Linked DNA regions of Mus musculus: region 1 is linked to region 2. The links are chromatin contacts, called in public Hi-C maps. All regions are on one chromosome and are shown on one strand. The core of a region is the stretch at or near the end of the contact, and the rest is flanking DNA. Distances in the headings are between cores, read along the strand shown. Region 1 overlaps A930011G23Rik (RIKEN cDNA A930011G23 gene). Region 2 has its middle 50 kb from the start of Rasgef1b.

Region 1 (7,295 bases), core at 3,272-5,771, 320 kb after region 2:
AGTAATCTTACTCCTGCCTTGTCTCACAATATGATTGCAAGTAAATGTCTATATATGGGTTAAGTCTCTGCTTATGTACCTCTATAGACATATGAGCCACAAGATCATCTCAAATGTTACCGATGACGATAGAGTTATATTACCCTGGCTTGAACTCTGTACTCTTTATCCCTCCTCTTCCTCACAAAGTTCTCCCATAATATAATAATTTTCTGTTGCTGTGTAGCTGTGGTCTCTTCTGTATGAAAGAAGTCACAACTCACGAGTCTGGACTTTTGCGAGTATAGGATGTTTAAGCCAACTAGAAAATGTAAACCCTAAACTCTAAGCCTTGATGTTTTTAATTATCAGCCTACTGGGTATTGGCACTGTTCAAATTTGAACACTGCCACGGACGTGAAATCACACCCAGTGACTGTGGAGGTTAAATACACTGCTCTGTACATGCAGACAGCATGGGGGTGGAGATAGCTGGAGGGCTTGGGATGGCGCTAGGCTCTTCTTCACGCCATTATTAACAAAAGAATAAAAACAGACAAAGCATTTCTTGTTCTGTATAGCTACAATGGCTGCCAACTGCCACCATGGTAAACAGCTGTTGTTTAGTAACATGTACTAGACATTTCCAAATGCTAAGAAACCAACAAAATAGGACCTTTACTCCCTAAATAAGTTTTGATATTATTAAATGATAAAATTATTATCACATATCAATTCCATGCATTTCATAGATACAAAAAGTAGATCTAAAAGTCTCCCCAACTCTAGCCTCTCCCTACAAATTTAACTATGAACACAGTTCAAATGAAGATATAGATAGTAGATAGATGGATGGATAGATAGATAGATAGATAGATAGATAGATAGATAGATAGATAGATAGAGCGATAGAGAAACAGATGATAGGTGGATGGATGAATAGTCAGACAGGAAGGCAGGCAGGCAGAGAGGTGACAGGTCTACATCACAGATACAAAGTTATTGTATGTCTCCTGCAATCAAAAATAGGCTCTGATACTTCTTCACATGCCAAAGTATAAGAAAAAGAGAGCACAGCTACTTGTGGCCCTTGCATGAAAGCTCTCTTGCATTTTGTAAATGCAAAGTCATCATTACCTTCTTATCATTATAAAGTTAGCGTTTCCTCTTAAGTCAATCAGAGTTGCTGCCAAGTCTTGTACTAGAGAGTGAACTACGACGAACTGTCACCTCTCAGCTGAGCTGCCCCAGGCTTTGCCTGTGATCCTGGATTCAATGATCAGCTCTGCAGGCTCTCTGTTTCTCAGGAAGATTTAACATAAAAACACAAAGAGTGCCTTCCCCATTGCTATGCGGAAGTACTACCAGCTTGTGATTTGTGTACAGCTGAGGGCAAAGATGGGTCTTTTTCAGATTTCTTTTTAAAATCAAGGTGTCCAGCCTGCCAAGAAAGCACGATTCTGCCTCTACTCAGGGACATTACTTATGTGCCAATCATGCTCACGTGTTCTTGCTCACCTCAGTATGCACTCAGTATAGAGTGCACAGCCTGCTTTTTCATAAATATGATTTCTGACTTTTTTTAAAGCAAACAATCAAGTCACTTTATAATCACCAAAATTGCACTTCTCAGGGTGAGGAAACACCCCGCTTAGCACAGAATGTGCCCCTGCATCTGTGCTGAGGAGCCCCCAGACCTTCCAACAGTTAAGCAGCCTTGAGAGTGAACTCGAAAAGCTGTTAAGTAGATGCCATGTACTGGTAGCAACCTCACAGTGCATTCATTATGACACAAGACACAGTGGTGCATTCTTTATTACAAGCATCACAGTGCAATCCTGGTAAATACTGAAAATTGAAGAGAAATGCACAACTTCCCTCACTGAGGAAACACTGCACACACCTCCAAGGGACTTTGCCTCCCTCATACAGTTCATGGTTACCATGGGTTGCTACCTTCCTGGATACACTTATCCCTGGTGAAGAATGTAGACACCAAGGCAGGCATCTGTCAGCGAGCATCTGAGGACAAGTGCTTTGTTGTCTGTGTGTGTAAACTGAAGGTAGGAAGATAATGAATGCAGATGGATTCTGCTAGAAGTCATTTTAACCATGTGCAGGACCCTAAACTTGCACATTCTTTCTTTGACTTACTTCTTCTCGAGGCAAAGGGTTGTTCTACTAGAAGCATCTTCATACTGAGTCTTAGAAATAGTTAGTCTGGTCTGTAATTCTGGAGACTATTAAGCTCTATGACTGTCTCTGTTCATTTTGGTTTTTCTTTTGGGATTCAGGGCTTTGACATTGCTGGGCAAACTCTCCACCATGATTTACATCCTGTCCCAAGGACTCTCAGCAGGAAATGAATTACTTCTAGAAAGAGAAGTTGAAAACACTGAAATTACTATTTTGTTATTAGTCCTGACCTGTCCTTCTGAGCTTGCAGACTCTGTGTCTGTCCTGTTATCAAGGAAACAGAGTCAGTTTATTGAAGGGAATAGAGAGTGACTCAAACCCCCAGGATCAAGTCAACATCAGGAAAACTTGAATAGGCTCTGTGCCAAAAGGATGCTGATTGACAAACAGGAGGCCTAACTATTGCACCTTAGCAACCAGGACTAAAGGGGCAATTTAAAGGACCACCTCATCATAATGATCCAGGAGTAATGACCCCACATCCTAACCTCGGGTCATGTAAACTGGTATATTTCTGCTTTAGTTTTGTTTTCAAGAGGGCTGAGGATCAAACCCAAGGCCCCGGCCATTCTAGGCGAAGGCTATACAAATGACCTGGACTCCCAGCTCCATCCCTGTGCTTTTATGTCCCCGCGAAGGCCATAAAATATGAGCAAAGACAATTTTAAGTTAGGAGAACTTTGACTGGGTTTTAGGAGCTTGGGGAGTCGATACTGCCCGTACCCATCACAGCTGTCTGCAGTGACTGAAACGGATGTGATTCTTTCAAACTCTTGATTGATTGTATTTCCCATCGGTCCTTTAAGAAGCACAACATTTCTCCCCACCAGTGTGCCAAGGGGTCTGTGCCAGCAGTGGTGGATGACGCAGAGATGTTCACAGGGAGACTTTACAATGACTTTTGCTTTTGCCAAAACACAAATTAGAAGTCAGCAAACATTATCTTCCTTGAGCCAGATAGTGAACATCTTCAGCTCAACACAGCATCACCTCAGCAGAAGCCCATGTAGCATTTTATAGCTTATAAAGTCTTTTCTCAGTTATTGTATTAGTTGTTCTTCCAACAATGGGAGGGACCTATGATCCTGTGGCTCAAGGCTGGTCTCAGGTCTGGTGTCCTGAGGTTCCAGTTCCACTGCAAAGCTTAGTTACAGAGTAGCTCCTGAAAGTAACACTGAGATCTTTTACACAGCACACCCAGCAAGGCAAAAATGTCGCAAGCCTTCCTTCCCTCTGCCTTGCAGGTAAATGGTTTGTTTTCTCTTTGAAGGCCCAAAGATTGTGTGGGCAGAAAGAAGTGGCGACTAGTGTGGAAGAGAAGGATCTTGTAGTCTAGTCAGCTAATGTCTGCTTTGTGCCAGAATTTTCCCTGTGGCACTGAGCCAGGAAGAACGTAGCTGCTATAAATGTCTAGGCAAAAGCCTAAAAAATAAATGCACAAGAAAGAAAATACATAATTATAGAACTAGTGAACTAAATGGAAATTATAGCTGCAATACTCGGAACATTTCTCTGCTGATTTCTACAGTAGCAGCAAGAGATTCAGATAACCAAATAACAAAAAAGAACTGCATATTTTTCCCCTTCAAAGAGAAATACCAGCAAAGGTACTGAACATGGAAAAAAAGAGGTTGGGAGAGAAGAGAGGCCTGTAATTTTGCCTGTGCTACAGAGGCACCCTGTGACCACAAAGAATTTCTGCTGATCTTTTTATTTCCCCAATTTTTTTTGAACTAGAAAAAAATGTCTAAAAAAAAAAAAACCCTATAAATAGAAATATCTTCTCCTTATTGAATTATATGGAATTCTTAGTGCAAATTAATGAACAGAATAATGTGTTTTCTTTGGCATTTTTATACATGCACATAGTGTATTCTCTAACCTAGGGTCAGGCTCTGCCCATGCCTTGGGCATTTCAAAGCAGGTTCTGGAAGACTTGCGGTCAATCCACTCCTCACAGAAGGGAAGTTTCCCTTCACCTTTGTGAAGGGCCTGGCTGGTCTCTGGTGGGCAACATTGTTGCCTGCTTACTCCCTAAGACTCTCCAGCACCTCAGATGGGTCCTGAAGAAGTCCTTAACAGATGTTCTTCCTACACAGTAGGAAGGAAAACACAGTATATTCCTTTAGCATGAGCCATGTGAAATTGCCCTTTTAAAAGCAAGTCAGACATACTCAAACACATTCTAAATTTAGCTTCCTATGTAACATGCCTCATGGATGTTTGGATGCCTTTTTTTTTTAACACATCCTGCAAATGGGGGAATACTCGGCTGTTGTGATACCACACTTCCAGCTCTGCTTTATCAGATAGCTGTGGTTTCAAAGCATGAACAAGGTCAGCACTGTTTCCAAAAAAAGAGCACTAGCCTGGGGTGCTGAGCTCATTCCCTAGAGCTCACAAGAAGCTGCTGAGAGCCCCATCCTCCACTTGGAAACAAAGCCTCCTAGATGTTCATAGTCTCCTTCTCGCTAAGCAAATTATGGCCCAGTGTTGAAGGAGTGCACAGACTGGGGGAATCTATTGACAGGAGGAGGAGCTGTAGACAGTTTGGCATTCATCTGTTGATGGGAAGCAGCAGGGCCCAGACGAGGTCCAGCCCCTTCCATTAAGTCCTATAAATCTTGACAAGTTAATCCATCTGGATTACATCTTCCCCATCATAAACACAAGAACAACGATGTGTGCCATGATGTTTGGGCATCAGGGAAAGGAAAGGAAAATGAGTTTCCTAAACCGTCAAGTGTTATCCAAACAGCAGGAACTACTGCAGAGTCGTGGATCTTGCCATACTGGGGATCTCCCGGGGATGCCAGAAATGAGTCAATACCACATCTACAGACATAGTGGACGTTAAGCAACACATCAATAGCTGGGTGGGGGATGTCTGTATGGAATGGTGTGCTGTGAGAGGAGACATGCTAAGGGTGAGAGATTGTATCTGTGATCTTACGGCATTGCATTGTATTTTTCAAATGCTAATGTTTTTAATGTGGCAAAAATACATCCTAGGATAATCACTGCCCAAATGTATGTACTCCTTGCACAGCGTATAGAACTGTCCCTACCTCATCCTACCCCAATGACCTCAGGGCCACTGATCCCAAGCCAAGGAAAGCATCCTTGTGGGAAAGAATCTAGAAATGTCCCTTCCCACCCGTTATATTGAAAACACAGTATATTCCTTTAGCATGAGCCATGTGAAATGGCCCTTTTAAAAGCAAGGCAGACATACTCAAATATTGGCCTTCTCACATAGTTCAAACTGGCCAGAGACTGAGCCAGCTAGAGCTCACAGCTTAATGCTTGTTAAAGCTTGATCCTTCTCTGGCATCAAGGGGAGGGGAGGCCCTTGGTCCTGTGGAGGCTCGATGCCCCCATGTAGGGAGATGCTGGAGTAGTGAGGCAGGTGTGGGTGAGTGGGTGGAGGAGCACCCTCATAGAGGCAAAGGGAAGGGGGATAGGATGGGGGAATTGTGGAGGGGAAACTAGGAAGGGGTACATTTGAAATGGAAATAAAATAACCAATTTAAAAAAAAAAAAAAAAGCTCGACCCATATACTTCATTTCATCTTTCCCTCCAGTCTCCCAAGTTTTTCTTTTCTTTTTTTTTTTTAGATATTTTCTTTATTTACATTTGAAATGTTATCCCTTCCCTAGTTTCCCCTCTGAAAATTCCCTATCCTCTCCATCCCTCTGCTCCCCAACACACTGCTTCCAGGCTCTGGCATTCTCCTATACTGGGGCATCGAACCTTCCCAGGACCAAAGGCCTCTGCTAAAGCACCTCTTATAAACTTGTACATTCAAAACACAGCACCTCAAAGGAAGTAATAAAAAAATAAAAAAATAAAAAAGAGCCCCTGACGGCTCCCTTGTTTCCCCCAGAACTACAGGCCCTCTCAAGGTCAGCAACTCTTTTTACTTTAATTTCCCTTTTCTTTTTCTGCTTAAATAATGGAACTCTGACTTCCATATTAGCACTCTTAGAAGAAACACAAGGTAAGAGTTTTTCTCTGCCTCAGAAGAGCTCTGTCTGCCGCCCTGCCAAGGTCTTTAGCTGAGGGACAGAGGCCCCCAAATATCACAGAATTTAATCAACTTTGAGTATTAATCTTACCTAAATATTAATCTCAAAAGATTCACAGAAATATCCAGAATATACATAAGCAAATATATATATTGGTACTGGCTACTCTTGCAGAAGACCTGAGTTCAACTCCTAGCATATACAAGGCCACTCACACCTGTCTTTTAGTCCAAGCCCAGGCGATTCAGTGTCCTCTCCTGACCTCTGTGGGCACCGGGCATGTACATAATACACAGCCATCCATGCAGGCAAAACACCCCCACACAAAATAAATAAATAAAACACTGTATCTCCTACTCCTGCTAGATCTGCATTCTTATATCTACTTTGACATAATAAAAATATTCCCAAAGGTCCTTTGTGTGCTTGCGACGGGTGGTAGGGCAGGCGGGTCTCCCGTTTCTGGTCTCCCTAAGTGCCTGATGGTCTCTGGTGGGCAACAGTGTTGCCTGTTCACTCCCTGAGACTCTCCAGCATGTCAGGCAGGTGACATCTTACCTTGAAGACTCCTATTCAGTTTTAAATTTTATCAAACACTTTGAGATAAATCTTTCTTACATAACCAACTTTGGAAACCACTGGCACACTGAAAATAATCGCACACAGCCTCTTCCTGTCAAAAGCCAAACAAAAAACAAAGAACAAAAAGCACAAAAACAAAACAAAAAAATTAACAAAGATCTTGCTGCTTCGAACTGCTTATGAAAGAGGAGATAATGGGCCAAGACACACTGAATTACTTCTTGTTCTGTCAATCATCCTTTCCCACGAACCTCTGAACCCATTCACTAAGACTTCATTTGCCCAACTGTCCTTTACGGAGCCCATTGAAAGACACATGAGATAGAGCAACTAAGAAAACTCACTTTGAAGTTCACTTCCATGCACCCTTTAAGGGCATCTGGATATAGTCTCTGGGAACAACTTGCAAAGCCCTCTGAGAACATGGATCAGGGTGGTTGTGAAGGAAAATTAACCTCCGAGCAATATCTCACTTTGAGACTTAAGTCAGAGTTCAAACTCATTGGGAT
Region 2 (6,862 bases), core at 2,506-5,005:
AAGGACAGGGTTTCATTGGCTCACACTTCCACATTGCAATCCATCACTGAAGGAAGCCAGGACAGGAAATCAAACTCCAAGAACCTGGAGCCAGGAGCTGATGCAGTGTGGTATTCGTGCGGTATTCATGTTGGGGTCCAGCTGTGGTTCCATGTTCTCTATTTTCTCAGGATGTCCAGATGCTGCTGCACACCGGTCTGGAAGGATGAAGGGGAGTAATGAATGGGTGGGGTCTGCAGGATTCCAGTCTGGCTGGGAGTGAATGTGTTAGTGGAGGGGAAGGTCTTCTCCAAGGGTCTTCAGTGAAATAGCTGAGACAATCTTAGCATAAGCACATACCTTTACACATACCTGGGTTTATGTGAATACACTTTATTGGGGTGAACCAGGGTTTTATATATATATATATATATATATATATATATATATATATATATAACCCTGGAGAGTGGGAGGAGCTTCTTCTTAGAGTGACGTTTCATTGGCTGAGGCTTAGGTATTAGAGATGTCTCATTTGCATGGAGAGGCATATTCCAGGAATTTGAACCTGGAATTTCCCCCATGTCGATAGAATGTGGAGGTTGGGCTCCCCCATCAGGCAGAGAAGAGGAATCCTTGATAAGAACAGGGAGTCCTCTCTTTAATGCCAAGCTCCTGAAAGATGTCTGGAAGTGGTAGACTACAACCTTAGTAGCGAGGTGCTAAGATGCAGAAGCTATGGAAGGGTGCTGCTTACTTGCTTGCTCCTCATGACTTGCTCCATTTCCATGCGTTCGTAAACTTTTTGTTGCTGATAATCCAGCTTGGTGGTGTTATTTTCAGTTTCTCCTGTCTGTTGAGACTTGTTCTGTGTCTGAGTATACGGTCAATTTTGGAGAAAGTTCCATGATCTGTAGAGAAGAAGGTATATTCTTTTGTGTTTGGATAAAATGTTCTGCAAGTAACTGTTAGGTCCACTTAGTTTATAATGTCTGTTAGCTCCAGTATTTCTCTGTTTAGTTTTTGTCTGGACGACCTCTCTGTAAGGGCGCTCCTCAGAGTCTACAAAAACACCCAGACACCAAGTTCTCAGCACAAAGACAATTACCCTGGAGAGACAAGCTGCTGGGTAATGGGACAGGACTTGGCAAGCAGGGAAGATACTGCCTCTGGATCAGACAAAGATAGAAGTCTGTGTTTTTTCAGGAGTTGATGTTTAAGGAGAAAATGGAAGGAAGTCTGTGCTATGATGAGTTGGTAAGACCTGACTGGACAGGTTAGCCAGTGGTAAGACCTGATTGGACAGGTTAGCCAGTGGTAAGACCTGATTGGACAGGCTAGCTAGTGGTAAGACCTGATTGGACAGGGTAGCCAGTGGTAAGACCTGATTGGACAGGTTAGCTAGTGGTAAGACCTGATTGGACAGGTTAGCCAGTGTAACCAAAGAATGAATTTTGACTTCTGGACCTTGACGATTTGATAGTTGGATCTTGGTGATCAGTCTCAGGAATGAGTCAATGCCTAAATAAGGGAATGGCCCTTGGAGGCTAGCTTCAGGAATGTTATCTAAGGGTTTAACAAAGAAGAGGGGAGGAGAAAGTGCAAAACCTGCCAGCGCAACGCCATGCTTGCCATGTTTGGCCCTGTTAGCCCTTCACTGTCTATTGGCAAGAGTTGGGCATTGCAGTATCCCACTATCAGTGTGAGGATCAATGCATGATTTCATCTGTATTTAATCCTATTATGAACTTGGGTGCCTTGGAGTTTGCTTCATAGATGTTAAAAATTGCAATGTCCTCTTGATGGATTTTTCTTTTGGTGAGTATGTCGTGTCCTTCCCTATCTCTTTCTGATTATTTTAGTTTGAAGGCTATTTTGTTAGATACTACAATGGCCACACAAGCTTGCTTCTTAAGTCTGTTTGCTTGGAATACTTCTTCCAGAAAGCCGATGGCTCTGAATCCATTCGGTTCAAGATGCTTTTTGGGTTCTTCTGGAAGAAGGATGCCTAGGTTTTTGGACTCTACTGGAGTCATATTGTCCCAGTTGTTATTTACTGTGTTTTTTATGCTGTCACCTAGGGTTTGGGAAGATTGTAATTCTAGATGTTTAAATCTGCTTTTATGTTGTTGGATAGGTGTTTCATTCATTGGTTTCTGTTGCCCTCTCTGGTTTTTAGGAGGGTCTACTAGTTGTGTAATATCTAGTAGTTAATTCTTCTGGGTTGCTGCCAGGAGTGACCACTAGGGTTTCTGGGTAAAATGTGTTTCTACGTATTGGGATCTGATGCTGAGGAATTCGGATGGACTAGGAGGCAGGATATGAGATGGTCCGCAGTAGGGAAAAAAAGCAGTGTTGTCTGCTAGGATCTGTTTATTCCTCTGGGAATGGGGGCAGAGAGTGAGGAGAGGCCACAACAGCTAGTCTCTTATGGACCTGGAACGAGATTAGAGGATGGATGTGGAGGAGAGGAGAAAAAGATCTGAAGCTCACCCACCTGTTTCTCTGGTCTGCTTGCTTCTCTGTAGGCTTGACTGGCGAGTTGCTAGGGATGCCTACTGGAGTCGTGGGTTGGGATAACAGGATGGAATGATGGGAAAAGCTGGAGAAAACCTGAGTAGTCTGCTAGAGAGCAGAGGAAGACTGTGAGTCGCCATTGTTGAAGTGACCAGCACTTATAGACACTTGGTGTGAATTCAAGTGTGCTGGACACCCCTTTCCGTCTTGAAGGGATGGGGAAGTACAAGAAGCTTTGGCAAGAAGTGTGTGTGTGTGTGTGTGTGTGTGCGCGCGCCCGCGTGTGCATGTGTGTGCCTATGTGTTGCTGGTCTGAGGAATGTATACATTCACACAGAAATGGCCAGGCTACAACTCTAAAGGAGCAAATTCCTTTCCTCTACAAAAGGAAGATATTAATGTCAAAGGTAAATTGGACTGCGGTCATGGTTTTTCCTAAGGATGAATTCTGACTTCAAAGGTCCTGGCTTCTCAAAAAGCCGACAATACCTGCCAGGTAAAAACCATGGTTCTTCTCACAATTCCCACAAGATGGCAGCATTTCACCAAAGATGTCCCTCTCGTTGCCTATAAGAGAAAGAAGTGGAAATCAGTAGAGGACTAGTTGAGAATTCATAAAAGCAGAAAGAGCCCCAAATAGTTCCAAACCCTGGTGGCCCTCCAATTAAATGAAGCTCTTTAGCTTGAGCAGTTGCCTTCTAATACAATGGCTTCCCGCTTCCTACTTCTTAAAACAAGGCCCATCTGATACTCCAGTGCCGGTGCTGTGTTCACCACATGAGGGCGGTGAAGTCCCTTTGACGGCAGAGGATCGATAGTTCTGAATCTATTTTTTTGAAGATGCTTTGGGTTCTGGGACTGGATGAAGGGTGTCCAGTCACCTCTTGGCACCATGGAAGCCACTCACTCTTTCTCCATTATCAGTCTAATCAATATGGTGATTTTCCTGCCTTCAGCCCCCATGGCTCTACAGTTGACCGAGCCTTCTTGAACTCTACTTCAGGCTTCTTCTGAGCTCCCAGCTCAGCCCTATCTGATCCTTTTTGGGTTCCGGAGAAGAGGGAGTGCTATCAGTATCTGTAGTGAGTGTACTTGGAGATACATGCTGACGATCACAAGATGGGTGACTCTGTCACACTGGAGACAGAGAGAAGACACGAGGAGAGTCACAAGTTTGGTGTTGCTTACAGTAGTGGTACAGAACCGTCTCCACTCTCTTGAATTAGGTATGCCTCCAGGATCAACGGTAGCTTTGAGAACAACATCAAGGCTGTTGTGGATCCTTCACTCCACCCTCCCGCACCAGACTCGAGTCAGCGTCCGCTCTTACACCATAGCATGCTATTGCTTTGGCAACCAGTTCTTAGGTCAGCATTGCTGGAGAGAAACAATGGAGAGGATTCAGGAAAAGCATTTAGATGAAGAAAAGCAAGAAAAAGAGGCTTTCTGGGGTGTAAGTAGCTTGAGGTTTATTGGGGATAAAAGGGGGTGGGGAATAAGTGAGTGGGTGGACAGATTGGTGGATGTTGTTCGTAGAGAGGAAGTAGGCTTTGTAAAATCTCTTCAGTGTCTGCCCCACCCCATCCCTGCCACCCCTGTATTTCAGGATGCTGTCTGTGTCTCTGTCTGCCTTGCTACTTCTCAGATTGTATCTGGTGCTGAGTGAGGCAATACTTGTTGGCACTCCCAACCTACACACTCTGTGTTTACAGACAGTTATCATATCATTAGTCATTGCCTAGCAAGTACCGCTTTCATGTTTCCACATCTGGGTCCCTCCCACCCCCTCAGCTGTGTGTGCCCCACTCTCTGATCTCCTTCCAACACTTCCTTCTTCTTCAGACCCCAGAGATCTTCACAGACAACTTGTTGTCTCAGGTAAAAGATCAAAGTTATCAAGGAATGATGGGGGCATGTTGTGTGGACTCAGGGGAGAGCTAATACTTTTCACAACAGTTCTAAAGCCAGAACCAGAACCAAAGAAACTCCATTACTGCACACCCCATTTGCACACAATGTCTAAACTCTTTTTTAAAGTACATGAGTACTGCAATTCAGACCCATGGCATTTTGAAAGCATACCTCTAAAATGGATTGAATACATTTAGCGATTTTCTTTCTCCATTACAGAAAAATCCACTACAGAAGCCATAAACTTTTGTAGAGCAAAGAGGAACAAGACCGAAAGAGAGAGGAAGAGAATCGCAGGAAGGGACCTCAGCCTTGGGCCAGAAGACTTTGCACTCTAAGGCCTTGGCAAGCAGTGGTGCTAGGTGCAGCTATGCATCAGTTGGAGAAGAGATGGGGAGGGGGTGCAGGAAGATGGGGACTGAGTTGATTTGTATCTCTGTGCTTGATTATCTGGCTAGATCAGGAGATGAGAGTAAATGGTAATGAAGCAGCTCCGAGGGAAATCAGGCCAGCACAGCATAAAGGAGAAGCAGGTAAGACTCGGCAGAAAGTGGACATCTCCAACCTTCTGCGGTTTTAATCTGAAAGTCCAGTGCCTGCCACCCAACGTGCAGTGATATCTTCCATATGAGTTCATTCTATCTATTCATGTTCTTGGTCCTTCCCCCTCTTCCCCCATCCCGACAGCCATTCTCTTGCTACAGGTCCATTACTTATGTCATCATTTGCGATATCACACGGGTGCTCTTCTCCCTCTGCACACCATCCCCACCCCAGTCACAGTTCTATACCAAACCTCCCTCTATAACTCCATAGCTAAGACCTACTCAGTGATGACCTTGACTGTGAGGCAGAAATCACTCTCGGTACTGACTGGTTTTGTGTGTCCACTTGACCCAAGCTGGAGTTATCACAGACAAAGGAGCCTCCCTTGAGGAAATGCCTCCATGAGATCCAGCTGTAAGGATCAATAAGTGATCAAGGGAGAGGGCCCACTGTGAGTGGTGCCATCCCTGGGCTGGTAGTCCTGGGTTGTATAAGAAAGCAAGCTGAGCAAGCCAGGGGAAGAAAGCCAGTAAAGAACATCCCTCCATGGCCTCTGCATCAGCTCCTGCTTCCTGACCTGCTTGAATTCCAGTCCTGACTTCCTTTGGTGATGAACAGCAATGTGGAAAGTGTAAGCTGAATAAATCCTTTCCTCCCCAACTTGCTTCTTGGTCATGATGTTTGTTCAGGAATAGAAACCCTAACTAAGACACACTCCTTTTTTTTTTTTTTTTTTTTGATACTCAAGACTTTTGATAAATTGAAAAATAACAACCGAATTCCTCCATTATATAAACATACTTTTTATACAGTGCTGGTGAATGGCCCCAATAGGTTCATATATTTTAATGTTTAGTCATTAGGTCGTGGCACTACTTAAGGATTAGGAGGTTTGCCTTGTTGAAGGAAATGTCTCACTGAGTGAGACCTTTGGGGCTTCAAGTGGTCAAGCCATCAGACTTTCTAGCAAGTTAAGAAATGCATTTGGGATGCAGAACCCCTGTGAGCTCAAGGCCAGCTTTGTCTAAATAGTGAGTTCCAGGTCAGCCAGGGCTACATTGTGAGATGAGAGAGAGGAGAAGAAGAGAAGAGAAGAGAAGAGAAGAGAAGAGGAGAGGAGAGGAGAGGAGAGGAGAGGAGAGGAGAGGAGAGGAGAGGAGAGGAGAGGAGAGGAGAGGAGAGAAGAGAAGAGAAGAGAAGAGAAGAGAAGAGAAGAGAAGAGAAGAGAAGAGAAGAGAAGAGAAGAGAAGAGAAGAGAAGAGAAGAGAGAGACCAAGAAACAGAGACAGATCGAAAGAGAGACAGAGAGGCAAAATTCAACCAGATTCCTGACCTTAATATTTAAACAAGGAAAGGTAAAGATCTAGCAAAGATCTACCAGTACCAGTCCATAACATTTCACCTACAATCCACTCAGGTCAGGAGGACTCTGGATCTCACTCCAGAAGCTGCCTCCTGGAGCATCAGCGTATGTCTTCTCCACTCTGGGATTTTCATGAGATTGCTGCCTCCCTTGAGCTAGCTTGCTAGGGGATCTTACCTCTTGGTCTCTTTCCTGCTTTTGTTTTCTCTGTCCTTTGAGTTCTTAGGAAGTGGCATCTATCCCTCTAAGTATATGCTCTAGCCATACAGAGGCTTGATTAGTTGTTTTGAAGAAAGAGTCTCTCTGGTGTCCCCATGAATGGTGCTTTAATGTTCCTCCCAGATGACATCATGTATGGCCCTCTGTGTCCTGCACCAATCTTCTAAGCTCCATCCCCATGCCCTGATGCCAAGGGTTCATGCCCTACATATACAGTTTCCAGAGATTTTCAGCAACTTCCACACTAGAGGTTTTCCGTCTTCAGCCTCCCTCCATCAAGGTAGCTCGTACCAACCAGTAGGGTTGCAGGTACAAAAGCTAAGCAAA

What was found. A called contact is a pair of places that touch in the nucleus more often than the background predicts.
Region 1: a Hi-C map of bone marrow-derived macrophages shows a contact between it and region 2, with 24 read pairs. The contact joins two enhancer-like sites. A contact is called at or near these places in 1 of 484 Hi-C or Micro-C datasets (bone marrow-derived macrophages), 3 of 115 datasets of contacts at active chromatin or transcription factors (the NIH/3T3 cell line, bone marrow-derived macrophages and pancreatic cancer cells) and 1 of 9 other capture datasets (embryonic stem cells).

What each region holds. Positions count from the first base shown.
Region 1 is chr5:99,518,065-99,525,359 of GRCm38.p6, forward strand. The region is part of intron 2 of A930011G23Rik (RIKEN cDNA A930011G23 gene); the gene reads right to left. Among named protein-coding and RNA genes, the nearest start is that of Gm35253, 11 kb to the left of the region's middle. Within about 2 kb of position 4,522, at least 21 of the 459 cell types and tissues checked have an H3K27ac peak or open chromatin away from gene starts, as enhancers often do. A contact at or near this core is called in bone marrow-derived macrophages, where this site is marked.
Region 2 is chr5:99,199,481-99,206,342 of GRCm38.p6, forward strand. No RefSeq gene overlaps it. Among named protein-coding and RNA genes, the nearest start is that of Rasgef1b, 50 kb to the right of the region's middle. Within about 2 kb of position 3,756, at least 28 of the 459 cell types and tissues checked have an H3K27ac peak or open chromatin away from gene starts, as enhancers often do. A contact at or near this core is called in bone marrow-derived macrophages, where this site is marked.